Regions from separate parts of the Ovis canadensis genome. Here region 1 is linked to region 2. Evidence: chromatin contacts called from public Hi-C data. All regions are on one chromosome and are shown on one strand. Each heading gives the region's core, a stretch centred on a gene start, on an enhancer-like site or on the middle of the called end of the contact. The rest is flanking DNA. Distances are from core to core; before and after follow the strand shown. Region 1 has its middle 29 kb from the start of FOXJ2. Region 2 holds the start of SLC2A3 (solute carrier family 2 member 3).

What was found. A called contact is a pair of places that touch in the nucleus more often than the background predicts.
Region 1: a contact with region 2 is called in a Hi-C map of fibroblasts, with 4 times the contacts expected there. The contact joins the enhancer-like site here to the promoter of SLC2A3 in region 2. A contact is called at or near these places in 2 of 2 Hi-C or Micro-C datasets (fibroblasts and lung).

Annotation. Positions count from the first base shown.
Region 1 is chr3:213,327,445-213,330,907 of ARS-UI_OviCan_v2, reverse strand. No RefSeq gene overlaps it. Among named protein-coding and RNA genes, the nearest start is that of FOXJ2, 29 kb to the left of the region's middle. Within about 2 kb of position 1,592, the one cell type or tissue checked has open chromatin away from gene starts, as enhancers often do. A contact at or near this core is called in fibroblasts, where this site is marked.
Region 2 is chr3:213,268,502-213,271,992 of ARS-UI_OviCan_v2, reverse strand. SLC2A3 (solute carrier family 2 member 3) reads left to right here and starts at 2,018. Exons shown (of 10, transcript XM_069585800.1): 1 at 2,018-2,351. The coding sequence starts at 2,337.

The DNA of each region.
Region 1 (3,463 bases), core at 343-2,842, 59 kb before region 2:
CAAGTATATTGTTGTCTTCTTCATGGATCACCCAGGTCAGCAGGCCTTGATGGTGGCACAGGGTCAGGCCTCCTCCTCCTGGGAGTGCTCTTCCAGGGGTGTTGGGCTGCCTTCAGAGGCAGATGTAGATGTCTTTCAGCACCGCTTCCCTCGCTTTCAGCACCATCTTTATGAAAAAGGCAAGAATCTTTAAAATGGACACCTTGATACCCACCCTGCTTGAGAAATAGAATCTCGTATGTATTGTAAGAGTCTGCCAACATCTCACCTTCTCAGAAGCATCTACTTTTTTGAAGTCTGTCTTTATCTAAAGGAGAGTGTTGTTAAGGGATATGATGGTATTGATCTAGTAGAAAGGGAAATGAGATGATATAAGGGAAATGTGTTTAGGATGAAATTCTTGAGTAAGGTGAGAGGGAAAGGAGTCAGTTCTGTGGTGGAGGGACCAGCCTTAGCCGATGGGTGGTTGTTGTCCAGTCGCTCAGTCGTGTCCCACTCTGTGCGACTCCACAGACTGTAGCCCACCAGGCTCCTCTGTGCATGGGATTCTCCAGGCAAGAATACTGGAGTGGGTTGCCATTTCCTTCTCCAGGGGATCTTCCTGAGCCGGGGAGCAGGAGACAGTTCATCCATTTCAACAAGAAGCAAGCTGAGAGTGTGGATACTGATTCAGGTAGATTTGATAATGAATTAGAATGGTGAGAAATTTCTTTCGTTTTTCAAAGAAATAAGAAATGAGATTATCAACTCAGTGTGAAAAAGGACAAGGAGATCTTGGAAATTTGAGGTGGGAGGAAAAGGTGTGAAATTGTTATACAATAGGGAGTGAATTTGGGAAAATAAAGCTTTGCAGAGCAGTTCCGAGAGCTCACTTGAGATTATCATCTAATTCAATGTGATACCAGTTAGCATGGTTGCAGGTTTTTCTCCAGTTATATTTATTTAGTTAGTGAATGCAAGCAAGCAGAGTAACTAGAGTTGGATTTAACCAAGGGTTGGGGTTTTACCCAGGAATATAACAGGAGGGAGAAAAGTGTTAAGGAGTTGCAAGTTTTTGCAAAGTAGTGCTTATAGTGATGAATCTAACCATTTAAGTTAGGGGATATGGAAAGTAAAAATAGAAGGGTGATGAAGTGAAAATTTAATAGAGTTAATAACTTAGAGATCCTGCTCCTATTAAGAAATGGTTAAAGGAGAATTCCCTGACCATCCAGTGGTTAAAACTGCCTTTCAAAGCAGGGGGTGCGGGTTTGATCAGGGAGCTAATAAGATCCCACATGCCTCATGGCCAAAACACGAGATCAGAAGCACTATCAATTTCAAGAAAGACTTTAAAAATGGTCCACATTAAAAAAAAAAAAATTGTTGGAGAGGCCATGATCAGTGTGAGATTCAAGAAACAGAGGTTTGGGAAGAAAAGCATTTATTTTTAATGACTCAGGCTAGGGTGTCACCATGAAAATGAGTGCGAGGTGGACTGGAAAATAGGATGATTGGAAATGAGCGGACAAGGAACTGAGGCCAACACAGGGCTGAACTGTTTCCAGGGATGACGCAGCCGCTAGGAATGATGACAGCAGGCGTTGTGTAACCAGGAGAATGAGTCAGGTTTTCAGATTTCCAGGGAATGAAGGGAAGTGGCCCAGGGGATCACAGACTGCAATATCCTGATGGCACACACTTCAGAGGCCCCGAGTCTTTGAAGGACTAGAGGAAGAGAAAGAGTTGGGATTAGGCAGTGTGGCTCTCCAGGCCTTCCAGTGAAACAGCTGAACCCACGCTGAGACTTGTAGAGGAGTGGGGTCCTCTTCCTTGGAAGATCAAAAAAAAGAAATGACGTTTACGCTGGACTTTGAAAGATGGAATGAATTTTGAGAGAAAAAGACGTGGAAAGATGTTTCCGAACAGAGATAAGGCCATGACCCCAGCGGAGGGAGCTAACGCTGGCGGTTCCGCCCTGGTGCCCCTGCCAAACGCCCGGGGTCGCCCCAGTCGCCTGGTAAACCATCGGCCGCTAGGTGGCAGTGTGTGCCTTTGGGGCACCCTCCCTGCTCTTGTGGGTTTACAGGAGGTGGAAATGAGAATCCAGCCGAGATGAGCTAATGATGGGTTGGTGTATTTAGTCAGGCTCGAGTGTGTGGTCCTAGAAGTGAATTGGCAGCGCCCGCAAAAGAAAAGAATAAACTTGAGAACGCTTAGGCGAAAGATCAGGCAGAAGGTTAAAGGAACGGATGGGCTTTGATGTGATATAAGAATCAGAGAAAGGCAGAGACTTGGGCAGGGGTGTGTGCGCCCGAGCAACATGGAAGGAGAGACAGATACAGTAATCTCCGTTTTGGCTTGTTGACTCAGAAAATAATTTTGAAAAACTATACAACCTGTCCCCTGCCCCGCCCCCCCATCTACCCCTCCCCCTCACACACACTCATTTTTAAGTTGATATCTAAAATGTTTTAATTACTTTCCGGGATGAGTTTCTGCTGTCTCGATGGGTTTCAGGGCTATTGTTAGCCTTTCTGGCACCTTTGTGCAGATTGAGAAAAGGGGTGCCTGGGGGGGCGGGAAGCGGAATGGGCAGTTTTCTAGGGACCCTCCCTCTGTGCAGAGAAAACATGCCCCTCCCTCTGGTTGAGGAGCAGAGCTAGCCTGTAATTGCGGCTGTATTTCAGGCTCCTCTTGCCCCTAAATTACAACCATACATGGGTCTTCCCTGGCGGTCCAGTGGTTAAGACTTCACCTTCCAATGTAGGGGCTGTGGGTTTGATCCCTGGTTAGGGAACGAAGATCCCACATGCCTTGCGGTCAAAAAGCCAAAACATAAAATAGAAGCAATATTGTAACACATTCAGTAAAGACTTTAAAAATGGTCCACATCAAAGAGGGAAAAAAAAAAAAAAAACACCACTTTTAAGAGCTTCCCTGGTGGCTCAGTGGTAAAGAATCAGCCTGCCAATGCTGAAGTTCCCCATGTGCCACAACTACTGAGCTTGTGCTCTACCGCCAGAGAAGTGCAGCTGCTGAAGCCGACAAACCATAGAGCTTGTGCACCAACTAGAGAGCGGCCTCCACTTGCTGCAACTAGAGAAAAGCCCCCACAGCAATGACCCAGCAGAGACAAAAATCAGAAAGGTAAAAAATAATCCTTTAAAAATAAAGATTTTTTAAAATGAGAAATTACAACCATATATGTGGGTTCCTGTAGAGTTTTTTAAACCTTTGATTACAAACATAACTCATTCCATATGTAAAATTATCAACTGCGTGACAAAGCCATTGTCCTTGGGCAAGGCAGTATGCCAAATCATACTTGGTTTGTGTCAGAAAAATTCTGACTTTATTTCAAATAAAAATGTTAACTTCTGTCCTTGTACCAACCATCTTCTCAACTCAGACAGATGTTCTGGAACTTTGCTGAGGGTTTGTTTTTTTTTTTTAACCAGTTGATGCTTCTAAAACTCTAGCA
Region 2 (3,491 bases), core at 769-3,268:
GAAGCAGCTGAAAATATTTTCCCATCAAACACAGCTTTGTTGTTTTAATTAGAACGACTTATTACTGTAGCTGTAGAAAACAGAGTCTATGATGGAGATGTGTCGTAAACGAAATGTATACACTGGATTTCAAAGACTTACTAGGAAAAAAAAGTAAACTATTTAATATATATTAATATATATACTTACATTATTTGTTCAAATAGTATTATTTTGGCTATCAGGTCAAATAAAATAATTATGAAAATCAATTCTTCTAATGTTTTTCTTTTAAAAATTTTAATGTGGTCACTTAGAAAACTTATATAAATGGCTTAGATTGAATTTCTGCTGGCAGCGCTGCCATACAGGATATTCTTTGTCCTTAGGCTGCTAAACTCAGTTGCTGTGGTAACTAAAGGGGCCTCCTGGCTCAGGGTTTCCTGGAATACAGGGGGGTGACGCGGGGGAGGGGAGGCAGGACTCATGGGAAGGTTTTTTTGGAAGTCACGTTTCACTCATCGCCAGTTTTCTCCGCTAACAGCCAGACTGAATAATGCCTTCATTTAGTGGTGATAATTTTGTAACGTATATAAATATCAAACCAGGTGTGACTGAGTTCTCTTCTCTGTCCACCTGAAACTATCACAACATTGTTAATCGGCTATACTCCAATATAGAAGAAAAAGTTTAAAAAGATAAAAACAAAAAACTTTTATCCCCCCAAAATAATAAAAAATACCGAATCAGTATGTTGTACACCTAAAACTAATATAAAAATGTCAGTCAATTATACTTCAGTTGGTTTTTTTTTTTAATCCTCATTTAAGGACAGACCACATGAGGTGGTTTGTTTCAGGCCCCGTAGTGCCAGTTTGGATTCCAGGTGCCCAACCAAAACCCCAAAGGAAGATACACTATCAGCAGTGACTCCTCCAGCCAAATTCTACCTCTTCACCTGTTTCTGCCCCTCTTCCCCCGGCTGGGGTTGCTAGGCTACAGATTAATAGGCATTGGGAACTTGACTATTGATAATTTCCCACCATAAAGGCCTGACATAATTGCTCACCCAACTCTTTAACTACAACTAAACTGTCCCCCTTCCTTTACTCTCACATGGGAGTCACTTCACTGGCCTTTTATTTTCCTTCATCTTCCTCTGCTCTCATTTTCCTTCTATCTTTTTCCTCCTCATCTTGCTCACTTCTCTTGTATGGCTTGGAAATCAGATGTGTATCTCATGCTTTTCTCTCACAGCCTAGAAGGAATAGGATGTTGGCAGTTCTCTCCAGCTGTGTAAGAAGCAGTTGCCCTGGTCCCTCTTGAATGTTTGAAGTGGAAGAAGGGGAGCACCGTCGATTCCTGAGGGCCTGGATTTTTTGATCTTCTCTAATGATGAATCCCCAACTTCTTTCTGATACACAGTTTGTGCTCTGCAAATAAAATACCTGTTTAATGGAACCTTACAGCTGTTCTCTCTCTAGATGCTGTCAACATGGGACTAGGGGCAAAACACTGCAGAGTGGGTGGGATTCAGCTGGGTGGGAAGCTGGTGAACAACATTTTCAGGAGTGTGGATTGTGTCCCAGGCCAGCTGATTCTCTGCTTCCTGGAACCCAGGAAGAATTGGTTTGGCTCCTGGATATTCAGGTTTTCTCCCAGGAGAGACTATGCTAAGTCAGAGGGCAAGTGGAGCCAAAAGCTCTTCCAATTCTTCCTTCTTTGGCTTTCCTTCTCCAGACTGTCCTTCCCTCCCCTCCAAGATTGTAGACACAGCCTGCAATCAAAGAGCAGCTGATAAAGTCATAGGATTATGAATGTTTTCTGTTCACATCCAGCGACCTTTGCCGAATATGGATAGCCTTTATTCTCACCTTTTTACGGATTGATTCAATTCTGAGCCCTTGCGAGAGCAAAAAATAAAGTGTATCTGCCCTCCCTCCAGGGTTTTTCTGGTAGCATTTTGTCTGTGAAACGTGCTCTTAAAACGGGGAAGGAGGAGAAGCTTTAAAAAAAAAAAATGAAGTAGGGTGGGGGCAGGATGTGGTTTTTCAAAGCAGGCTTGAAGGGTGGGTTGGGGGGTGTTGCCTAGGGAGGGGGCAGTGTTTGAGGTCTACACTTACGAGGAGCTCCAAAGATTGGAGGCGGGTAGGGTGGGGCTGGGGGCTTGTCTCCCGGGCTCCGCCCTCTCCGAAGCTTATATAGGCGCATGAGATATAGGCTCCGCTACTGAGGACCTGGAGGAAAACTTGCCGCCGATAGAGGACATTTTGGAGGTTTTGCTGCCTGGAAGAGGGGTCTCTGGAGTCCCACTCCTAGATCTTTATCGAAGATTTGAAAAGAATTAAATTAGGGCCATGGGGACCACGAAGGTAAGAGCGATACGGTTACCGGTTATTTTTGCCGGCTTGGGTTGCACTTGGAAAGGCAAGCTATACCGGCGTTGGCTGAGCTCTGTTCCGCGGAGTCACCTAGCAATCTGGAAGCCTTTCCCATTGCTCTCCCAGCCTGCAGTGCCGCACTTCCACAATTCTTTTCGGATGTCATGTCCTATGAAGGATTTATCCCAGTTCCATTCACCTTCTTGGTGTGGGAAAAGTCACCTGGAGAAGTTGTTTGTATTACACACATGGGTGTGTGTGTTTGTGTTTTCTTTAATACAATTACATGCTTTTGAGGATGTGAAGTTGAGCGTTCAGGGGATCGGGGGCGTATGGTGGTGTTGATGCTTTAGACCTTGAAAAGACCTGAGGTTTGTTTTCGGGGTGCCGGGTCGGTGTCCAGCCATCATCTGTTCTATGACTTGTGGGATTCCCTGAATTACCTAACGAGAGAGAATTCCATGATTGTAACAGCACAGTATATTTATTATTGAGTGTTGTGGATGCGGTATTTGCTGGGAGAAGGGCATTTTCACTAAGGTAATTTATCTGAAAATAAAAGATGGGAGAAGGGATGAAAAAGTAGGAAGGCCCTCAGGAGTTAAATGATGAGAGAAAATAAGAGGTTTCTACTAAAAGGAGTGAATGAAATAGAAAGCGCTGCCCCCGCTGGCCTCGGGGGTACTTAGATGCCGGTGGAGGCAAGGTCAATTTGGGGGAACTGTTAACTCGAGGCCTGCCACTGCCTGACTTGATAGGGAAGGAGTTTAAGATGAGAAAGGGTTGGCGGGGGCGGGGAGCTCTCAGGCATAAAAACTGAGCTCTCTTGGGGTGGAAATTAAGATCACACCTACTAGAATTATCCCCGACAAGGTGAGTGATGACTGGGTTGGTTTCAGCACAGCCCCCTCACAAAATGTCTCCATTTTGGATTGGGAGTCAGCTTGTTCTCGCCCCCTGGTGGGTGGGTGGGGGATAGCAGTACCTCTTTAAGGGAACGGGAAGAATTTCAGATGGGACCAAGGAAGGGTACGGTGGTACGGCGGGCGGATCCTGCAGATTCTGTGACCCAGAGTTGCGAGCAGCCTGGTGATGACGACACATCAGTACCACTCGTGCTTTTGTGGAATT